Regions from separate parts of the Arachis hypogaea genome. Here region 2 is linked to region 1. Evidence: chromatin contacts called from public Hi-C data. All regions are on one chromosome and are shown on one strand. The core of a region is the stretch at or near the end of the contact, and the rest is flanking DNA. Distances in the headings are between cores, read along the strand shown.

Region 1 (4,342 bases), core at 809-3,308:
ATTACAATTTACATTTTTTTAAAGAAATTTTTAAAAAAAATATTTTTTACATAATAAATACACAAAAAATATTTTTATATTATTATACCTAAATATAATTAATAGATAAAAAAAATTTATATGAAATATTTAAAAAAAATTATTTTAAAACAATCTATTAAAAAAGATAACTAAAATGAAAATCTTTTCATAAAAATTCATTCAAACAAGTTCTCGTATTAATAATTTACATCACACAAATGTTAAATGGTGCTAACATAGATAGCGAAATACCAAGTTAAAATCTGTAAAATAATATTGATTTGATTTTGACATTCAAATAATTCAAAATATCATATAGGTTGTTTTGAAAGAAAAATTTTAATAATATCACTTTTGAACGATCCAAATACTAAAACTAAACGATGTTAAATTTCAAGTGGCATACTACCATTTAATTATTTATAACAGCGTTTCATTAATATTTATGTATTAAAAATTGTTCTAAAATCTAACATAAATCACTTCATAAAATTTAGAGACTAAATAAAAATAATTAAAATTTTGAAGATTAAACTCAATATTGTCTCCATATTATATAGTAGAGGACTTAGGATCCGTTTAGAAATGTTTAAAAATTAATTTTTTAAATTTTTAATTTATAAAAAATAATAGTATTAATATTTGGTGTAATTTTTAAAATTAAATTATAGATTTTTTTTAGTGACTAAATTGTAGATTTCTAATAAATTATTTAAATGTTTATGGAGAAATTAAAAAAAAAAGACTTTTTTAGAATAAAATTTTTTTATCACGTTTTTTTAAAATAAACACTTTTAAAATTAAACAAATAAACACAAAATAACTTATTTATAAGCTATTTTTAACATAAATATTTATTGTTTAAGCTATTTTTTTAAAAAAAATTAATTAAGTTGTTTATCAAAATTGTGAAAACCAGACTAGTCAATAAACCAATAAAATTACTAGGGCTGCACATGGATCGAATCGGATCGGATATAGCCTAAAATTCTATCCGATCTGCACTGCACTCATAGGATCGGATACGATATCCGCATATCTGCATAATTAAAAAAAACTATTTTAAGATTCTATTCGACTGTTTTAACAAAAAAAATATCCAGAGAATTTATTTTTTATCTGTTTAAGTTTATTTATTTACTCCTAAAATATTATCAATAATAGTTTTTTGGAATAACAAAAATAAAATAATAACACAAGATTTAAGTTTAATTATTCTAAGTTGAAATATAATATAAAAAATTAAAAACAAAATAGCATAAAATTCATAAAATAACACACTAAAATTCATATCACATTAGGATTTATTTTCTTAAACTATGCTATTTATATGTGATGTGCGGATATGCGGATTTGCGGATCGAATCCGCGGATATCGTTGCCGAAACCGCAATCCGATCCTACCATAGTGCGGATCGGATCCAATCCGATCCGATGACTCTGCAGATCGGATAATATTCGCAAAATTCGGATTGAATGCGGATAAATACCACGGATATGCGGATGTTATCCTATCCACGTGCAGCCCTAAAAATTACTAGTTCAAAAATTCACTAGTTCAACTAAAGTTTAATTGGTTCAACCGGTTTAACTAAATATCACCGCGCTTACCAAAAAAAATTAACTCAGCTTACAAACTTTCATCACAGTGCTTACAAAACTACTCAGCAAACAAAAAATTTATGAATAGAATTAAGTCAATTAACTCAGCAACAGAATTATCGCAGTGCTTATGAACAAAATTATGAATAAAATTATGAACAGCAAATAGAAATTTTATGAACAAAATTAACAAACTACACAGTATTTAATATTATCATTGTTTATGAACAAATATGAACAAAATTATGAACACCAAACAAAAATTTTATGAACAAAATTTACAAACTACACAGCATTCAATATTATCAGTGCTTATGAACAAGTATGAATAAAAAAAAATGAACAAAATTATGAACAGCAAAGTGACTGTGTTTAACAAACTACACAGCATTTAATATTCTCAATATTTAATGTTCTCAATTTATCACAGTACTCACCGGCTGAGAGGAGGAAGGGCAGTGACAGAAACACAACGGCAACACAGAGAGAGAGAGAGAGAGCTCGAACAGAGGAGATCGCCAACGAGCTTCCAAACGACGGCGAGGGAGCTTCCAATCACGGCGACACAGCTTCCTACGACGGCGACGGATCTTCCTACGGTGGCGGTGGAGGCTGCGTGGCTGTGGGGTTGCCGGGAGCTGCAGTGGCTGCGGCCTGCGGGGGCTGCGTGGCTGCAGTGGTGGCAGAGATTGCGGTGGCTGCGGGCGGCGGGCTGCAGTGCTGGGTGGCTGGGGACTAGGTTTACTTGATGCTGTGTAGTTTGAGAGAGGACAGAGGAGAGGATAGTTGATGATGGGTGACTGTGTGTGGCTGCGTTGGTTTCATTCTTTAGTTTCAGGGTTTTGCTGTTTTGGATTTTTTTTTTTTCTAAAGCACAAAACGGCGCCGTTTTGGGAGGATGACGGAATCGAGAGACCTTTAAAAAGCTGGCTGGTTCACTGGCTAACTGTCAGTTCGACCAATTTTTTAACCAATTTTTTTCAGACGGTTTTTAGACCTAACCGAATCGGCCTAATGACTGGTTCTCAAAACAATGCTGTTTAAAATATTTTTAAAACAAACGCCATATCCGTGACTTTTAAAATATTTTTTCTGCATTTAAAATTTTAAATTAAAAAAAAAAGACAACAGTTTCATTTTAGTTTTGATTTGAGCAAAATTCCCGCCTCTCCCTCTGCTCAGTGTTTCTGATTCACGAAGCTTAATAAGATGATCTTAAAAAGCGACCATTAGCTTGATTAGGGATTCCTTCATTCTCTTCTCAGAATGAAATCCTCTTACAGAGTCAACAAACACGATGCTGCATTCAAGGTTTTTTTTTTTCTTTTCTTTTCTTTTTTGATTTTTGAAGCCCCTCAAAAACAAAGCAATGTGAGTTGTGATTTTCTGGCTCACGAGTTCTAACACTGTTTGTTCCCCGAGGATGGAGAAACTGTGAGCTAAGTAAAACTTTCACCTTAAGTTTGCTGACTGAGTAGAACTTATTCCCCCCAAATTTATTTATTTTTTATCTTTCTTATAAAAGAAATCAATGTGGAATCATTTTAGAACCTCAAACCCTTGTTTCGTGATAAATTTGAGTTCAAAATTATCTGCTAATTAATAATTTGCGTGTTCGGTACTCGGTAGTGCTGACTAGTGACTACTTATATTGTTACAAAACTAAGAGTTAATTTCTAAATGAATTCTTTTTATTCTTATTTCTTTATTTGCAGCTGGGTTTGGAGGAGGTAATCGGATTGACGACAAAAAACGGCAATGGGTTAGCTTCAAGTGGCTTGAGTTCCAAATGTGCTTATTTGGCTGGTTCCGTAGTGGTTGTTTATGATGTGAACTTAGGTACTCAGTCACACCTAATGGTGTCTTATAGATTGCCAAAGCCTTTGAGTTGTGTGGCTATGTCACGAGATGGGCACTTTGTTGCGGCTGGAGAGGTGAGAATCAACTCTTTTAATTTGATCTTGGTAGCAGTATTCTGTTTGTAAGGTCACTTGTTCACACAAAGGAGTGCGCCGCAAACAGTTCATGACCTGTGAATAAATATAGCTTCCAGTTTATTTGAGAATGTTAGTACAAAGGTGGTGCTTCTTTAGAAAGACCACGTCCAACAAGAATCTAACTAGGTCTTGCAGGCAGGAAGCCAGAGCTCAGTACTAATATGGGATTCTTCTACTTCGTCCATTATCTCTGAACTGAAAGGTCATCTATATGGAGTCGCATGCATCTGCTTCTCACCTAATGGTTGGTTACACTTTTGCCAAATATATGATTTTCTTAATTAATTTGATTACCTACTGCTTCTTACTTATTTTATAGTATTCTGTTGCAGGTAAACATTTGGTATCGGTTGGGGGGTATATTTACCTTTGGGAGTGGCGAAGTGGTGAGCTAGTAACAAAGGTTAAAGCAACTTCAGCCTGCTCTACTGTCTCAAATGTCAGCTTCTCATCGGATGCAAAATTAATCATAACTGCTGGAGAAAAGCACTTGAAATTTTGGGTACTTGGATCATCTAGAAGTACACAAATAAATGGAACAAAGGGCAGGTCAGCATCAATAGTGATACATGAAAAGCCAACAAATCTTGCTATTCATAAAGGAAGCTCTTGTATATATATTGCTTCTTCTGTGTGGATAAATAGCAGCTATGATAATTGTAAACAAGCTGGTGATTGCCTTCCAATTTATGCATTGACCAATTCAGGTTTGATTTGGTTCA
Region 2 (4,649 bases), core at 953-3,452, 140 kb after region 1:
TATTGTCGCCAAACCGCTAGAAGAACTAAGATGCTTAGCAAAGAAACTAGAGAAAACTAACATGAAACATTAGGTAGCTATAAAATGCTTTTATTAATATTCATATAATTAGAATCAGGAAGCTTTGAAGCTTATAAAACAGTAACATACCATTGTTCAAAAGGAATTTGGATAAAGTAAAGATGAAGCCTTGATTTACCAGAAGCGTGATGTGCAGACCAGAACAGCCCAATTATTAGTATGCATGGTAGCCTCAGAAGACGATGAAAAATATGCTGTAGAGTTCTTGATATTGCCCAGAAATAGCAATAACATCACGAGTACTTTCATAGTGAGCTTTAAAATCCTTAGGAAGCAAAATTCCATCCTTCTATCAAGCTATTCTCGCATCTATCGAATTTGTTGTTCCTGTAGATATGAAACTAATGATCAATTGCTTATTTCCTTCCACTACCAAAGAACCATTACATAACTGCATACAAAATTCAGCCACCAGAAGTCGCTCCCATTAAACTGTAAAATATCTTCTGATTGTTCTCAAACAATCAAATGTCAAATACATATCAAACGACTGATATCTCACAAAAGTCAGCAAGGAAGAGTCCAGATCAGTGTATGTTCAAGCAACTGTAAATCTGTAATGGTAATGGCAAGATAAAAGCCATAGTTATCAAAACTAAACCGGTAATTGACCCGGTCATATGACTAGGTCACCGGATCACTGGTTCAACCGGTGGGTCAGTAATTTACCTGATTGATCCGGTCATAATTAAATAAAAATATAATTATAAAAATAAAATTAACTTCAAAAGTTAAAATTTAAAATGCATGTCTTCACAAACATATTAATAACAATCAAGTATCAATTCTTAGACATAACTAATGATGCAAAAAGAGATAATATACTAGTCACCAGTACAAAATACTTTCTCAATTTAAATGAACAAGAGAGAACAAAAGATAACACAATCAGTAAATCAAATCCAAGGAATAATAAGAAAGTTGGCATCTATATCTTAGGAAAAATTTGAAGCTTGACCAACATTTCTTTCATTTGGATTGCATCTATAGCTACATTTGTGTATTTTTCACAAATCAATACCAAGAATAATCCATAATAATACAAACAGAAAGCATGGAAACAACAATTTAACAGAACAATTTTATTCTTAGTTGCAAAGAAGATGAACCTCATTTTCAACAACAAATTCAACTATAATAATTTTCAGCAACTAAAGATTTAGCTCAGAAGATGATTTACAGATTTACAGCAACAAAAACTTTAGATAAGTGATTATTTCAGAGACAACAATAGCTTCAATCTTCAATGATGATAATCAGTAACAAATTCAACTCAGTGATGATTTTCAGCAACAAAAAAATTTAACTAAGTGATTATTCAACGTTCAATGAACAACAAATTCATTCAGCAATGAACAAATTTAAGCTAATTGATTATTTCAACAAGACAGCAACAAATTCAAGGTTCTCAACACATTCAACTTTCAGCAACAAAATCAAAGTGCAGTGATGAATTACAGCAACAAAACTGAAACAGAAAGAAAGGGGGAATTTGTTGGAACACACCAAATCGGGTTGAGCGAAGGAAGCTGAAGGCGAGGCTCGAAGCAAGAAGACGACAACGAAGACTAGCACACCGGGACCTGCTGCCTCTGCTGCCGGCGACAACAAGCGCAGGGAAGGCGCGCGTCGGAGTACGACGGTGACGAGACAGATAGCGACGACGACGACCTGCCCGGGACTTGCTGCTTCTGCCGCGGCGACGACGATCGCGGGGAAGGGGCGCGACTGGGAGCGAGACGGTGACGGTGAAGGAAGCTGACCAGCTGAACTGATGGCCCGAAGCAAGAAGACGACAATGACCACCACCCGAGGGACCAGATGCTGGTTCCGTCTTCTTCTGCCGCCGGCGAAGCGAGCGCAGGAAGGTGGAAGGCGGGGACAGAGTTCGATACAGTGACGACACAGAGCGCGACGACGAGCCTCGGTCCGAGACAGTGAGTGCGAGACCGAGAGAGAAGTCAGAGATCGGAGGTGAGAGAGCTTGAGGTTGAGGGAGAGAGCGACGAGAAAGAGACACCAGGAGTCCAGAGAAGAGAGACGTTAAGGGCTGGGTGATCCGACAGACTAGGGCATCACAAGAAATGACGCCGTTTCAACTTTCAAACGAAAGCAAAAGCATGACCCGGTCCGGTTAAAGGTCTGGGTTTTGATTAATCCGGGCCGACAGGATTTTCGATCAAACCAATCGGATCGAACCGAATTTGATAATTAGAGATAGAGTTTTTTTTTTTTTTAAATTTAACTGTGTTTTTTTATTCTTTTAAATCACAATAGTTATTGAAAAATTACAGAACAAATTAATCACATTCACTGATGGTGGCCTTTGATGTGAACAAAGAAGTTGTCCAATGGAAGGTTTTGATACAAAAAGGGAGATAAGGACTTCTTAAACAGAGTTGAGTAAGGATTGGAGCCGGCGACGACTGAATTTGCAGTTATGAGGAGTCACACCCTTTTAAAGCAGATGAAGTAGAGGACTCTCAAATTTTTGAGTGAACACCCAACCCGGTCCCTATCCTTTTTCTCGATGGACATCACGGTCCTTGTAAAAAAAAAAGGGACATATCGATCCTTGTCCCATATTTTTGTGAGACATCCCGGTCCTTCCGTCATCTTCCCTGACCAAAACAGACGGAACTTGTCTACGTGTCAGTTAACGTTGCTGAGTTGGAGGTTAATAGTCTGTTAAGTTCCACGTGGCCATTAGTAAATGGACATGGGTCGATTTATCCCCCTTTGGATACCTAAAACTACGTCGTTTTAGAGGTTCTCTCCACATGCTATTAAGGAATGGTAAGGGGTCGTTCTGTCCCGCTGTAGAAACCAAAAAAGATGTGAACTTGGAGTACCTTTCGTTGCTGTTTTGTATCTTGGCTACAAGCTTTTAGGACACATGTTTTGCTTCAAAAAAACTTCTATGTTTTGCTACTTACTACTATTGGTTTTAGGCATAGGGCTTTTGGTTGAGATCCTTATATTTTGGTTATCTGACTCAGGGCCATGTTGCTGCCCATATTTTGAATGGCATATTATGTGTTAAGTTGTTTCAACAACTGTACTGTTCCTTAATTATCAATATATTAACATGGATCTTTCTTTGACTGTAGATACTTAGTGCTACTTAGCTAGCATGCATATTTGTTAAATTTATGTCATGACATATATGTCATTATCTATCAATATATGGATGAGATTTAACATATTCATCACAGGCTATGGTTCAAATTTTACAAATTCAACACAATAATTTCTGCTTCATTCATCATCAAAAGTGTTGTTCACAACTCAACTCAGTGAAATACCAAAATTCAGCTATCAAATTCCTACACACTTGCTCTAAACAAGCTTGCAATTACAACCCCACTCAAAAATGCTAACAAATCAAACCCATACCTAATACATCTACTTTCACCCATTTTCAGTCTGCAGTAATCTAACTGATCCTCCAAACCAATTAATCTTTTCTCCAACTCATTAACTTTGTTATCCACCTTATAACCATGGCCTTCTAATCGATTCTGCTTCTGCTTTGATGCCCCAAATAAGACAGCCTTGTTAGCATCCTCTCCACATGAAGATACATAATCATCTAGCCATGAAAAGAAGTTGCAATGCCATTTTTCAGTCTACAAAAAAGTTTAACATTTGTTATCATCTGTGGGATAGAAATTGAAAACAAAAAATTAGCCAAACCCTCAAAAACTACCTTGAATTTTGGGCAGCGGAAGAATAATCTGTCTGGATTCTTCACCGTCCCTGACATGAACAATATTGCATGAGAACCACAATAACAAATTGGGGCAACCCATTTCTTCTTCCTCGGAGCTCTAGCACTCCCACCAGAATTTAGGCCCCAGCTTGAATCGTCTCTGCTTCGTGGGTTTGATGATGAACAATGCTCTCTATTACCAATCATGGTCTCATAGAGTTTGTATTTGGGTTGGGAGAAGAGTGAGAGATTAGCAGCGTTGAATCACTTTCAAACCATTATGTTTTAGTGAAGACTAAAAACGAGGTCGTTTTTAGTTTCTACAGCGGGACAAAACGACCCCTTACCATTCCCTAATAGCACGTGGCGAGAACCACTAAAACGACGTAGTTTTAGGTCTCCAAAGGGGAACAAATCGACCCCTGTCCATTTCTTAATGGCCACGTAGAACTTAACAGACTATTAACCTCCAACTCAACAACGTTAACTGACACATAGGCAAGTTCCGTCTGTTTTGGTCAGGGAAGATGACGGAAGGACCAGGATGTCTCATAAAAGTATGACAGGGACCGATATGTCCCTTTTTTTTGGAAAAGGGCCGTGATGTCCATAAAAAAAAAGGACAGGGACCGGGTTGGGTGTTCACTCCAAATTTTTAGTCTGGCGAATAAAACAGATCAGCCCAACAAGTTTTATGCCTTTTATTACTTTTACTTTTGGGTAAACTACAAAATATTCGACTTTTGTTAATAAATTTATCTAATGTTAAATATATATATTTTGAGTAAATAGCTATTTCTCATTATAAAAGATTCAGACACTGACAAAATTGATTATGAAAAAATTAAATGTACTT

The links. Hi-C and Micro-C count contacts between places; a contact is called where the count stands out from the background.
Region 2: a contact with region 1 is called in a Hi-C map of leaf, with 4 times the contacts expected there. The contact joins the promoter of LOC112796976 here to the promoter of LOC112796973 in region 1. A contact is called at or near these places in 3 of 8 Hi-C or Micro-C datasets (all in leaf).

The regions. Positions count from the first base shown.
Region 1 is chr4:91,519,065-91,523,406 of arahy.Tifrunner.gnm2.J5K5, forward strand. It overlaps LOC112796973, which reads left to right and starts at 2,059. Exons shown (of 21, transcript XR_011881230.1): 1 at 2,059-2,934; 2 at 3,339-3,557; 3 at 3,756-3,864; 4 at 3,953-4,327. LOC112796974 (a long non-coding RNA gene) reads right to left here and starts at 2,437. Exons shown (of 2, transcript XR_003199533.3): 1 at 2,061-2,437; 2 at 860-1,060.
Region 2 is chr4:91,657,968-91,662,616 of arahy.Tifrunner.gnm2.J5K5, forward strand. LOC112796976 reads right to left here and starts at 2,203. Exons shown (of 11, transcript XM_025839684.3): 1 at 1,588-2,203; 2 at 200-408. The coding sequence starts at 366. It also overlaps the pseudogene LOC112795033.